Linked DNA regions of Zea mays: region 1 is linked to region 2. A link is a contact called in public Hi-C data. All regions are on one chromosome and are shown on one strand. Each heading gives the region's core, a stretch centred on a gene start, on an enhancer-like site or on the middle of the called end of the contact. The rest is flanking DNA. Distances are from core to core; before and after follow the strand shown. Region 1 has its middle 91 kb from the start of LOC103640076. Region 2 holds the start of LOC103640076.

Evidence for each region. Hi-C and Micro-C count contacts between places; a contact is called where the count stands out from the background.
Region 1: a Hi-C map of ear shows a contact between it and region 2, with 4 times the contacts expected there. The contact joins the enhancer-like site here to the promoter of LOC103640076 in region 2. A contact is called at or near these places in 4 of 25 Hi-C or Micro-C datasets (ear, endosperm, leaf and 1 more).

The regions. Positions count from the first base shown.
Region 1 is chr1:159,960,906-159,966,633 of Zm-B73-REFERENCE-NAM-5.0, reverse strand. No RefSeq gene overlaps it. Among protein-coding and RNA genes, the nearest start is that of LOC103640076, 91 kb to the right of the region's middle. Within about 2 kb of position 2,348, at least 9 of the 20 cell types and tissues checked have an H3K27ac peak or open chromatin away from gene starts, as enhancers often do. A contact at or near this core is called in ear, where this site is marked.
Region 2 is chr1:159,870,896-159,876,765 of Zm-B73-REFERENCE-NAM-5.0, reverse strand. It overlaps LOC103640076, which reads left to right and starts at 4,153. Exons shown (of 12, transcript XM_008662727.3): 1 at 4,153-4,366; 2 at 4,496-4,754; 3 at 4,845-5,224; 4 at 5,310-5,524; 5 at 5,611-5,634; 6 at 5,724-5,870. The coding sequence starts at 4,201.

The DNA.
Region 1 (5,728 bases), core at 1,099-3,598, 92 kb before region 2:
CAGAGCAAATATCGATGCCGAAACCAGTTTATTTTGGTCTGTCGTTTCTCGCCCGGATCCAAATCTTTGGATATAAGTAACTGGTAAAAATCCCTCTGAATTCCAGAGTATCTGCTAAATTCTATCCGAATTTTATATCTAATACCGTCCTGATCCAACTTGTTTATGTCTCTTTTAACCCTGATCTCAAAATTGGGGATATTTGTATCACTTGTGTTATAAAAGAGAAAAGAAATAAAAAAAGGAAAATATCACTCCATCTCTATCCCGTGACTCTCTCTCTGTTTTTTTTTACTCCACCGCTTTGCATTTTCCTTATCCCTGTCGCGCAGATTTTTTTTGCAGCACGAAGATTTTTTTTGTTCCATCGCGCAGGGGCCCTTGGGCCTTGGCCTTCTCTTCAGGCCGCACGCTCGGCACCAGAGCAAAAAAAAATCCCGCCGCGCCCAGCTCCTGCTAGCCCATGGTGCGTAGCTCCTTCTGCTCCCTGTTCCCCAACGCGTCTTCTTCCCTAGCGCGCCGTCCCTGCTCGCCCTCTGCTCCACCGAGCTCCAGCGCCGCCGTTCTCTCTCTAGCGCCCAGCTCTGCCATGGCCGCGCCGGTTTGGAGCTTTCTGCCGCGCCCTGCTCGCCCCATGTCCGAAGGCAGCCGCTCATTCATCTCCCTCCTCGCGTCCTTGGCCTCTGCTCGGACTCGCGTCCTTGGCCTCTGCTCATTCTTCTCCCTCCTCGCGTCCGAAGGCAGCCGCTCATTCATCTGCCCCAAGCGCGAAGCTCTCTGCTCGGATTTCTTCCCTGCGTTGGTCTCTCCTCTACTCGGTCGCCATCCCTAAGCCGCGCCAAGTTTCCTGCTCCACTCCGTCACCGCTTCCTGCAGCCATGGTCGCCGTGGAGTTTCATCCCTGCGTGCAGGTCCTCTCATGGCGTCCAGCCGCTGCTCCTTGCTCGCCCGGATCTCCCTGCTTGCCCATGCCGCGCGCAGCCAAGCTAGTCCCTGCACGCAAGCTGTCTGTTGGCCGAGCTCCATCGTGTCGAATCTCCAGCTCGCCGTGGTCTACTGCTTCATCTCTTTCTCGTATCGTTCGGTCTGTGCGTCCCCTTTCCCTACTATGGTGGTGGGTCGCTGTTGCTCGGCTCCTCCGCTGATGCGCGTGATTTGCCGGCCAAGTCCCTTCACCGGTGATCTCCTCGCCGCGTGCGCTGGTCGCCTTGTGTGCTCGGCCACGGGCACTGTCGAGTCGTCGAATCCTGCCCTCCCCAACTCGACGCTCCTTACATAGCCGTCATTGTTCGTATTCAGTGGCGGAGGACGCCAGAAAATTTAGGTATTACTAACAATGAAAACTAAAAATTTATAACACTGTTTAAAACAATTTGTAGCTACAAAATAAGCCCTTCTAACATCATCTCTAAAATTAGGAGTAAAAGAATCGATTGGAATAGGAAGTCTCGGATCAAAAATAATGTGATCCGGGTTGAACTGATTTATACCTTCTACTTGATCATTAACATTTTCACCATTGACATCTTCACTATTATTCTCTTAAACTCCAACTTATATTCCGGGTCCATTACAAACTCCACTAGCGCGAGTGCTTAGTCTACTTCCACTAGCGCGAGTGCTTAGTCTACTTCCACTAGAAGCTTGACTGAAATAGCTTTTTAAATCTGTCATTTTACGAAGCATATAACATGTATTAGATAATTAGAAGACATTACAACAGCTAACATAGAATGTTCACATAATATAGAGAGATACTTTTTTGGGCCATATTCTTTGCCTTATTTTTTTTATATCCAAGACTGTTATTTAGAAATTGGAAAATCTGCACATTGAAAAATCTAATAGAATAGACACACATAATCAAATACTCACGCGTATAATCAAATAAATACTCATGCGCTACCTTTTAGGCTATCGGATGGGACAAGCAGACAAGCACTCAAACTCAAGCAGTATGTACTCAAGCAACTAATGAAGTAACGAACTAATTACTAAAGCAAGCAGGAAGCGGCCCGGGACAAATAGCCACAGCCTGCAGCCGGCCGCCGGGCTGGACATCGGACAGGCGGACAACTGGACAAGCAGGCAGAGGCAGACAGCAGCCGAGCACGCTGGCTGGCCGGGCGCCTGGGCGAGCAGCGAAACGCAGGAGCGGCCGAGCGGGACTGCCGTCTGCCGAGCAGCCGACTAAGCCGAGCAGAACGCCGTCGGAGATGAGGAGCAGGCGAGCAGCTGAGCAGGCCGTCTGCGTCTGCCGAGCGGTCGGCGGCCAACGGCCGTGCGGGTGTGGACGCGCCTGCGGCCGTGCGGGTGCGGCTCAGCGGGCAACGGATGTGTGCGGGACACGGAAAACCCTAATCTAATCTTTTAGTGGGCCGGCACAAGGTATTGCCTAGGCAATATTGAGTCATACTGGGCCTTCCGCCCCTGTTCGTATTCCTCCCAGCGCGCGCGAGCTTCACTGTTTGGTTGTCGTTGCGCAGGCTCCTTTGTTGGGCTCGCCAGCCGCTGTTGTCCTATCCACGTCAGCACACGACCGTGGTCGTGTTCGTCGAGTTCGCTAACGCTCTTTTGCCGATTCGACTATCGTCGCTGCTGCGTGCCACGCTGCATGCTCGCGTTTGCCATCGAGCTGTTGAACACGTCCTCCCTTGCTCGTGACTTCGTCGTTGCCAGAGCCCTCAGTGGATTCGTGTCCTCGCCAGCTCGCTCCAAACTCGATCTCGTCGTCGTTCCGTGCATCATCAAGAAATCCCAATAATCGGGTGAAGACGGAGTTAGCAGCGTGACGTTCACCAAGTACTCGACGCAAGAGCTAAACCAGAATCCTTGCCGTGTTCGCGGATAGCGCGTCAAATTTAATCGTGGGTAAGCCGATCCATATTTCCTTTAGCTTAATTATTGAATTAGTTCGATGAATGCGATGTGATTATTTTCACGATTTCGAAGTAGTCGCGTTGGGTAGGTTTGAGATGTTCATTATGTGACGTACAGTAAATTAGTGAATGAAGTTTAAATTTAGTATTTTAAAATGTCTAAACAATAATATTATTAGTATTACTTATGACAAATTCTAATTGTTTGATAAAATTAATGGTAGGTTATATATGATAGCTTAGAGTGGTATGTAATTTAATCCAGTCGCATGGTCTAAAAAGTGATGTGCTTTTATTCTTGTTCTAGATTTAAATTCCTTAGACCACTAAGTTTAGAATTTAATTAATTAACTGATAAATTATGTTTAGGCTAATTATGTTTAATGTGTATGATTTGTTGTTCGTGATGTTTGCGTTAGGTTCGTTTAATTTAGAGAAGCGTGACTATTGCGCTTAGTCGTACGTCGGTAACTGGTGTTTCCGTATAAAATTGTACAACGCCTCGCCGCTAGGTATTTAATTCGGTATTGCGTAGCACTATTTAGGTTTATGATATTCCTGTCTATATGCATTCATGTGCATAATGCATTCCATTCAGGTACGTTAATTACTCTTGTGATGTCGAGAACATGAGCCAAGTCGACCCCAATATGTTGTTAAGCGTGGGCTTATTCGCAAACTGAAGATGGACAGACGAAACAAGTATCAGAATAAAAGCTGATCGCCAAGTGGACATCGTCTAACAAACACTAACCTAGTGTTCTTCCAGGCAAGACCCGGTGCATGCAACTCCTTGTGTTTTAAATAATTTTTACACACTTTAAGTCTAGCGAAATGTGCATTAGGTTTATAGGAGTTGCTTGGAAACCCTTTGCATTGTCTACCTTGATATCCATACCTTTATAGATACTTCTGATGAAGTATCAAAATATGAATTACAAAAATGCTTATCTCTGCTTAGATCTTGTGGATAGAGGTTGTCTTTTGCATTAAGGCCTAGCTTAGGGGTTATCCTGAGGAAAGATGGCTTCTACCTGCAAGAATATTTTTCCATTGCGAGCGTGGTGGGATCTTACTACAAAGTTCTCTATAATGCTCTTTTCATCCTAAGGAACACAAACAATCCTAAGGATGGAAGTACTTAAATTGGGACTTGGGCTAGGAACAGGTGATGTTCTATCCAGTTTGATTAAGGATTATACTGAATGTAGGCTTGCTGATCGAGGACCCTTTAACTGGTCACATGCCTCATCATGGGTAAGCTTTGCCTCGGGCAGACTAATACCAGAATAAGACAACACACAATGGGAGTGGAGAGATGGCGAGAGTAGCGCGTACCCTCCATGGCAAGAGGCTGGACGGTGGTGTATCTGTGCTCTCGGTTGGCGTGAACCTGATCTAGTCTTAAGAACCTCGTTGGCGAGTTGACATATGCAAGGGTTAAGTGCTACATATGTCGTGTGATTGGAGATCCCCAGCTGGGTATTAATCGATTCGGATCGCCGTTACTTCTCGGACATAAAGACTTGGTCACTGCCTTGCAATCTAAGTCATGGATGGAATCTTAATGAGCAAAAATCATGTTGGATTGATTAATGTGATGATGGAATTAGACTAGATGCAAACAAGGTCTATTAATACTTAATCTAGCATTAAAATGTTGAAAGTAAGGACTCACTTTAGTAAGCTATTTCTGCAAAAGTATCTAAGTAGATTCTTGCTAAAGCCTTTTCCTTGATTCCTATTTAACTAGCATATCCTTGAGAGTCTTTTCTTTAGTCAGGTAAGTCTTGCTGAGTACTTGCGTACTTAGGGTTTTACCCATTGTTGCTGCAGGTTACGAGTCACTTGATTGTGATTGGTGTTAAGCGCCGGTGGTCACGACCTTCTATACTTCTTATTGAGGATGGTCACTTGAGCTAGCATATATTTCAAAACTATAAATAACCTATAACAGTTCAAAGTTATTTCTTTGAATCACTTTTGTAATCACTCCGATCATGTACGATGTAAACTTGATGTAACTTGTAAAATTTGGTAATAAGATTTCCGCTGCAAAATGTTGGTGTGTGATTTGTGTTTACTTAATCCCGCGGTTCTGGTTGTAAGTGGTTTATCCGAGGTCCATGGGGCACTCGGACAGATCATGTTAAGTTATCTGGTGCACATGCATAGCCGCCTGAGGTCTTTGAGACAAGGGCAGGTGCATGTGGGCCCAATAGCTTGGGAGGTTCTGCCACAAATACTAACCTCCTTAGTAAATGGATATACAAACTACTCACCTCTGATGGAATGTGGCAACAACTTCTCCGCAATAAATATGTAGGCTCAAAACCTTTGTCTCAGGTTGAGTGGAAACTTGGGGTTTCCCACTTCTGGTCGGGCTTACTGAAAGTAAAGCCAGCCTTTTTTGCTATGGATGCTTTCTCCTAAAAGATGGATCACAGGTAAGGTTCTAGGAGGATACATGGCTCGATGGGTCCTCTTTAAGAGACCAATATCCAAGCCTATATAACATTGTGAGACATAAATCCATAACTATAGCAGAAGCAATGAGTATATTCCCTCCTACCTTTTCCTAGCGAAGACATCTATTTGGAGCCAGCTTGGCTAAATGGTTATCTTTATTGTCACGTATCCAAGGTATGGAGCTATCCTAGGACATGGACTCCTTCTGGAGCCTTGCCTCTAATGGTAGATTCTCAGTTAAATCACACTACGCGGCCTTGATGCTCAGAAATACCCCTAATCTCAACAAAGATATCTGCAAGTAAAAGGCACCTCTGAAATTTAAAATCTTCATGTGGTATCTGTGAAGGGGGGTAATTCTCACAAAAGATAATCTGGCT
Region 2 (5,870 bases), core at 2,904-5,403:
CCGCTGGGGCGCCGGCGTCGTCGACTCGCTCGACAGCCGACGAGGTACCGCCTCCTGCTTGGCCATGCCTGCCCCGCCTCCTCCTCCGTCGGCGGGGAAGGTGATGGGACAGACCCGGATGTTGTTCTTCCATTACGTGGGGAAGACGTCGTCGATTCCGCCGCCGACGGGCGGGCTGACGACCGCCATTGTCGTTGTCGCGCGGCGGAGGAATGAGTACCATGTCGTAGCTGTCGTCGAGGGACATGAACTCAAGACTCCCGAAACGAAGCATCATCCTGGGTTGGAGAGGTTGCTGGAGACTACCCATCTGGAGCTTGACGGGAAGCTGCTCGTCAACACGCAGCAGGCCCCTACCTGGGGCTTCCTATGGCGCCCGGGGCTGGACTTAGCTGCTGTCAGCCTCACTCTGTCGAGTGGCACAGCAGTCGGAGCGGCGCAGGCGGCGCTGTTTTCCCGTCAGGTCGGTCAGTGGAGCGGCGAAGTGACTGCGGTCACTTCGGCTCTGTCGACTGAAGAGCGCGCGTCAGGATAAGGTGTCAGGCGATCGTTGCATTAAATGCTCCTGCGATACGGTCGGTTGGCGTGACGATCTGGCCAAGGTTGCTTCTCCGCGAAGACTGAGCCTCGGGTGAGCCGAAGGTGCGTCCGTTGCTTGAGGGGACCCTCGGGCGAGACGTGAATCCTCCTGGGTCGGCTGCCTTTGCCCGAGGCTGGGCTCGGGCGATGCGAGATGGTGTCCCTTGAGCGGACGGAGCCTTGACCTGAATCGCGCCCATCAGGCCTTTGCAGCTTTGTGCTGATGGGGGTTACCAGCTAAGATTATGAGTCTTGGGAGTACCCCTAATTATGGTCCCCGACAATTACATATTTTAATTCTCATAGATTATGATGTATTTTCAATTGTTTATCCAAGTTGTCGTGAAAAAAATGCTTGAAATTGTTCATACGCTGGTTTATGGGAAATAATTGAGTGAGGTTGTTGTTGTTGGGTGTGTTCTTGTGCTCAATCAAAGAGTCCGAGCCTGAGTCTGTGTTGGGAACTTGCTGTGTTGGAAACTTGCTACGCACATTTATCATATCACCTAAGAAATTTGGAAGTAAAAGTTTATGAATTGTTACCACTAGACGCGTTGGAAGAAATTAGTTCATTTTCCCTCAAAATCCTCTCTAAACTAGAAGGGAAATTGAGTTTGCAAGAGTCTTTATTGCAAGAGTTTAGTTTTGACAAACATAATGGGGTTATAGTTTTTTTCTTCTGAAAATAATAAACTTTTTTCAATTTAGGTTGTGACATTTTTCCTCGGCTTATCACCGTTCACCTCAACTTATCAACAACCATTCTGTGGACCTATAACACGTCCCATGGACCATGGTTCGTGTGGATCATCCCTCGATACCTCGCTCACTCAAGTTCGTCCTTTCTTTAAGCTAGACTAGAATGGGCTAGACGAAAAACTGCAGAAATTTTGGTTCTTTATTCTTAAAGGCATGTTTGTTTCAGCTTATAGATTATATAATCTGAATTATAATCTAAATTATATAATCCAGATTATAATCTAGATAATTTACAATCTACATGTAGTTGTTTAGTAGTCTAGATTATACAAATGTAGATTATTCACAAAGATAACATTATCCTTGTTTGTTTATTTGAGGTGAGTAAAGAAGAATGACATATATTGTAATTTCTATTTACATAACCATAGGTAGTAGGTCTTTTACCAAAAATAATCTCAATTAAACTACTCTTTAGGAGATTATGAGATTAGCATAATCTGGGCTTTAGATTATATAATCTAAACCTATAATCTAGGTGTTTGTTTATCTGCTGGATTATTTGCGTTGGATTATATAATTTGGAGAGATTATAATCCGAAACAATCAGGGCCTAAGTGTAGTTATATAAGTAATTGATTATCAATTGTAAGTACATATCTTACTCATGTACAAATCTCTTGAAACACTGTACATAAGGGCTAATTTGAAAACTCTATTTTTTAAGGAATTTCTATTTTTCCGAAAAAATGAACTAATTTCTATTGAAAAATAGGTTTCCAAACTAACCCCTAATCATTACATTTTCAGGCCATTTTTAGACGTGTATTTTAAAAGCTCCTCCTCTTAAAACACACTTAATTTTTGGAGACGGGTCTAAGGATCTTCTCAGGAGACCTTCTAGATTTACAACATGGTTGTTGTTTTTAATGACTCCACAAATATACAACCGCCTCTAGCTAGATTTTCTACTCCCTCTATTCCAAATTAAAATTTATCTTGAGTAATTAATAGATTCACACAATCACTACTGGAATTTGGCTCTTTACCGAATGTCAAATGTTTTATTGAGTGTTTTTTCGGGCACTCGGCAAAGAAGCTTTTTGTCGAGTGCTTTTTTTCAACACTAGGCAAAGACAATTTAAAAATCACATTTTAATACAGTAAATTAATTCAGATGAAAAAAATTTCAACTACAAATTTGTATAACTCATCATGATATACAATTTATATTTTGAACATTTCTTTATATGACAAAATAAAAGTAAATTTGTTCATAAAACTTATATCTCTCTCGTAGTTCATGAAACTACAAGAGAGATGTATAAGATTTGTGCATATTATTAGAACCATCATGTGGGATGAATAAATGGCTAAACAAATAAAATAAACTTTGTAGATCTTGAGAAGTTATAGAATTTTGTAGTTGGTAAATTTTTTATTGAAAGTCATCTTGTCAGCGAAAACTACGTTTGAATTAAAAAAAATTAAAATTTCAATTTTGAAAACGATCTCGAAAGAAAAAACTATCAACATGAAACTTGTATGTATTGAAGAATTATGAAACTTTGTAGTTGACAATGTTTTGATTTGAAATCATCTTGTCATACAAACCTATATTTAAATTTTGATTTTTTTTCAAACTACCTCGGATGGAAAAACCACCAAAATAAAATTTGTTGGTCTTGAAATGTAATGAAACTTTGTAACTGGCGATTTTTTGATTTGAAATCATCTCATCATAGAAAAATTCGTGTGAAGTGTTCAAATTTGAAATTCAAATTTTGTAAACAGCTTCTGATGTAGAAAATATCAAAATAGAAGTTGTGTATCTTGAAAAGTTATGCAACTCTATAGTTGACAACATTTTCAATTGAATTCATTTAGTGCCTCAAATAATCAAATTACTCTCGATTTGTTATAATATATGAGGAATGAAAACGTAATATAAGCACAATTGATGTAGTAGTGTAGTGGTAGAGGAAGTTATGCGCACGTGTGAGGTTGTGAGTTCGAATCTCACATTCACAAAATACGTAAATTTGAAATGAAAACGTAATATAAGCACAATTGATGATGTAATAGCGTAGTGGTAGAGCAGGTTATGCGCACACGTGAGGTTGTGAGTTCGAAGTTCGAATCTCATATTCACAAAACACGTAAATTTGATTAAAAATGGTGAAAATGATAGGACCGATGTGTAGAGCAATGGCGGTGGTTGGGGGGGAAGCTGTCTCCCTAATTTTGAAAAATGTTTTGCTGTTTTTTTGGGTTTTTTGTGATTCTTAATTTACCGAGTGTTTTTTGACACTCGCCCGAAAAAAGTACTCGAAAAAAAAATCATTTACCGATAAAATATTTGCCGAGTGTGGCTTTGCCGAGTGTATAATGGTCTTTGCCGAGTGTCTGAGACACTCGACAAAAAAGGCGAGTTCGGTAGTGAATATTTGATGTATGTGTTTTATATATGTGTCTAGATTTATCATCATATATTTAAATATATATAAAAAACAAGGCTAAAACTAATAGTACCGTGGGACGGAGGGAGTACTAGGTTTGTCTTCTAAAATCACTTATAAATTATTTAATTTAAAACATTTAAACTATATATATATATATTTGTATTAAAAAATACTTATAAAATCTCATACATTTGAAAGTGTATTTAGAAAATTGCGTTAAAGTGAATGCGGCACATATTTGTGATTGGAGGGAATATTCGGTCGCGTAAATTTAAACTCGAAACAAGCTGTCACGTACGTACTGTTTTCCAGCTCAACATACCAACCTGACGCGACGTCATGCACAGCTTCCGATATCACAACACACGGACACGGGGGGAAGGGCATGGGCCAACGGCCCACCATTCAGTGGCAATAACAAAAAGGCCCAGCGTCAGCCGTCTCGTACGTCACCCGGTTCATGGTTGCGAGAGAGGCGGCGCGGCCACGAGTCCGGGACCGGCTCCTCAGAAACCGGCCGCCTATCTCTCCCCCTTCCCTCCGTGTTCGTCGGCCCCGGCCCCATATTTTCTCTAGCCTTGCTCGTGTGGCTGGAAGAGTGGAGATCGGGGAAGCGTTTGTGTTGGGTACGTAGTACAGATCGTGATGCTTTCTTTCCTTGAGATCGTTGCATTGCGTCAGGGATTGATGTTAATATAGATTTGGGTTTCGTTGATCCTCACCTGCATTGCCGTGTTGCATGCGCGTGCACTCAGCACTCTGGACGGCCGAGCCCGACATGGACCGCGACGAGGAGGTGGGCCACGGCGACCGCTCGCTCCTATTCATCGGCGATGAGGACGATCTCGGCGTCGACCGGGACGGCGGATCCCCGCCGACCTCCTCCGACGATGGATCATTCTCCGACCGGAGCGACGCCGAGACACGCGCCGGCCATGTCCGGCGTCGCGACGGCGGCGAGCGTGAGGACACGCCCGAGGACGGCCAGAATGGCGCGTGGCCGCAGAGTTACAGGTTCGTCAACCAGCCGCCTCGCCGTCCACATCTCTTCCACGATTCGGAGCTGACGCCGTTTCCTCGGCGGCGTTCTCGTTTCGCATGCAGGCAGTCGATCGACATGCTGAGCGCGGTGCCGTCGCCGACGATGAACTCGATCATGGCAGCGAGCCCGAGCCTGACCAGATTCGGCAGCTCCTTCCTCAAGGCCGGGAGCTCCTTCTTCCTGAGGAAAGGCGAGGGCTCGGGGCTGCCGCTCACCAGGCCGCTGCTGCCGCCCTCGCTCCCGCAGCTGTCGCAGTCGTCGTTGCACCCGCAGCCGCGGCCCGTGAAGCAGTCCACGGACAGCCTCGCCCAGGCGCCGCGGTGGCCGGCTGCGCACGAGGCGGAGCTGCCCGAGAGACCCTCCAGGCAATGCCTGAAATCCGATTATATCGAGCTTCCTCCGCCTGCTAGCAAGTGCAGCAGGAACCAATCAATCATCAATGGTGCGTGACCAGTTGGATCTTGAATTCTCAGGTGTTAGAGTAATCAGCTTATGGAATCAATCATCAATGCTGGTCGAATTTCTAGGGTTCAATGTGCTGTGCGGCGTTGGAATTCTCACCACGGCTTATGGAATCAAGGAAGGGGGATGGCTAAGCCTCCTGCTGCTCCCCTTGCTGGGTGGCAGCTCGTGCTACACGGGCTTGCTTCTCAAGAGGTGCATAGACAGTTCGCCCAACATTGAGACATACCCAGACATTGGACAAGTCGCTTTCGGAATCTTTGGTCGGATCTTTGTATCGGTGTGTATACCTTGAAAAACACAGATTTCTCTTCGAAAGTCAGCTCACCTGTTGTTTACCTCACTGATCGCATCTCTTTTTTTCAGGTTGTCCTGTACATGGAGCTTTATGTAAGTGTGCTCTCTGAACTCTAAAACTTATTGTGAATGGCCTTGGTTGTCGAACACAAGTGATTTTTATGTATATATTTTTTTTGCAGGCAAGCTGCGTGGAGTACATTACGCTGCTAGGAGACAGCTTGTCGTCAGTGTTTCCCTCAGCGCATTTAGCTTTCACTGGCATCGACCTGAACGCGCACAATCTCTTTGCAACCACAATGGCCTTGGCAATCCTCCCATCAGTCTGG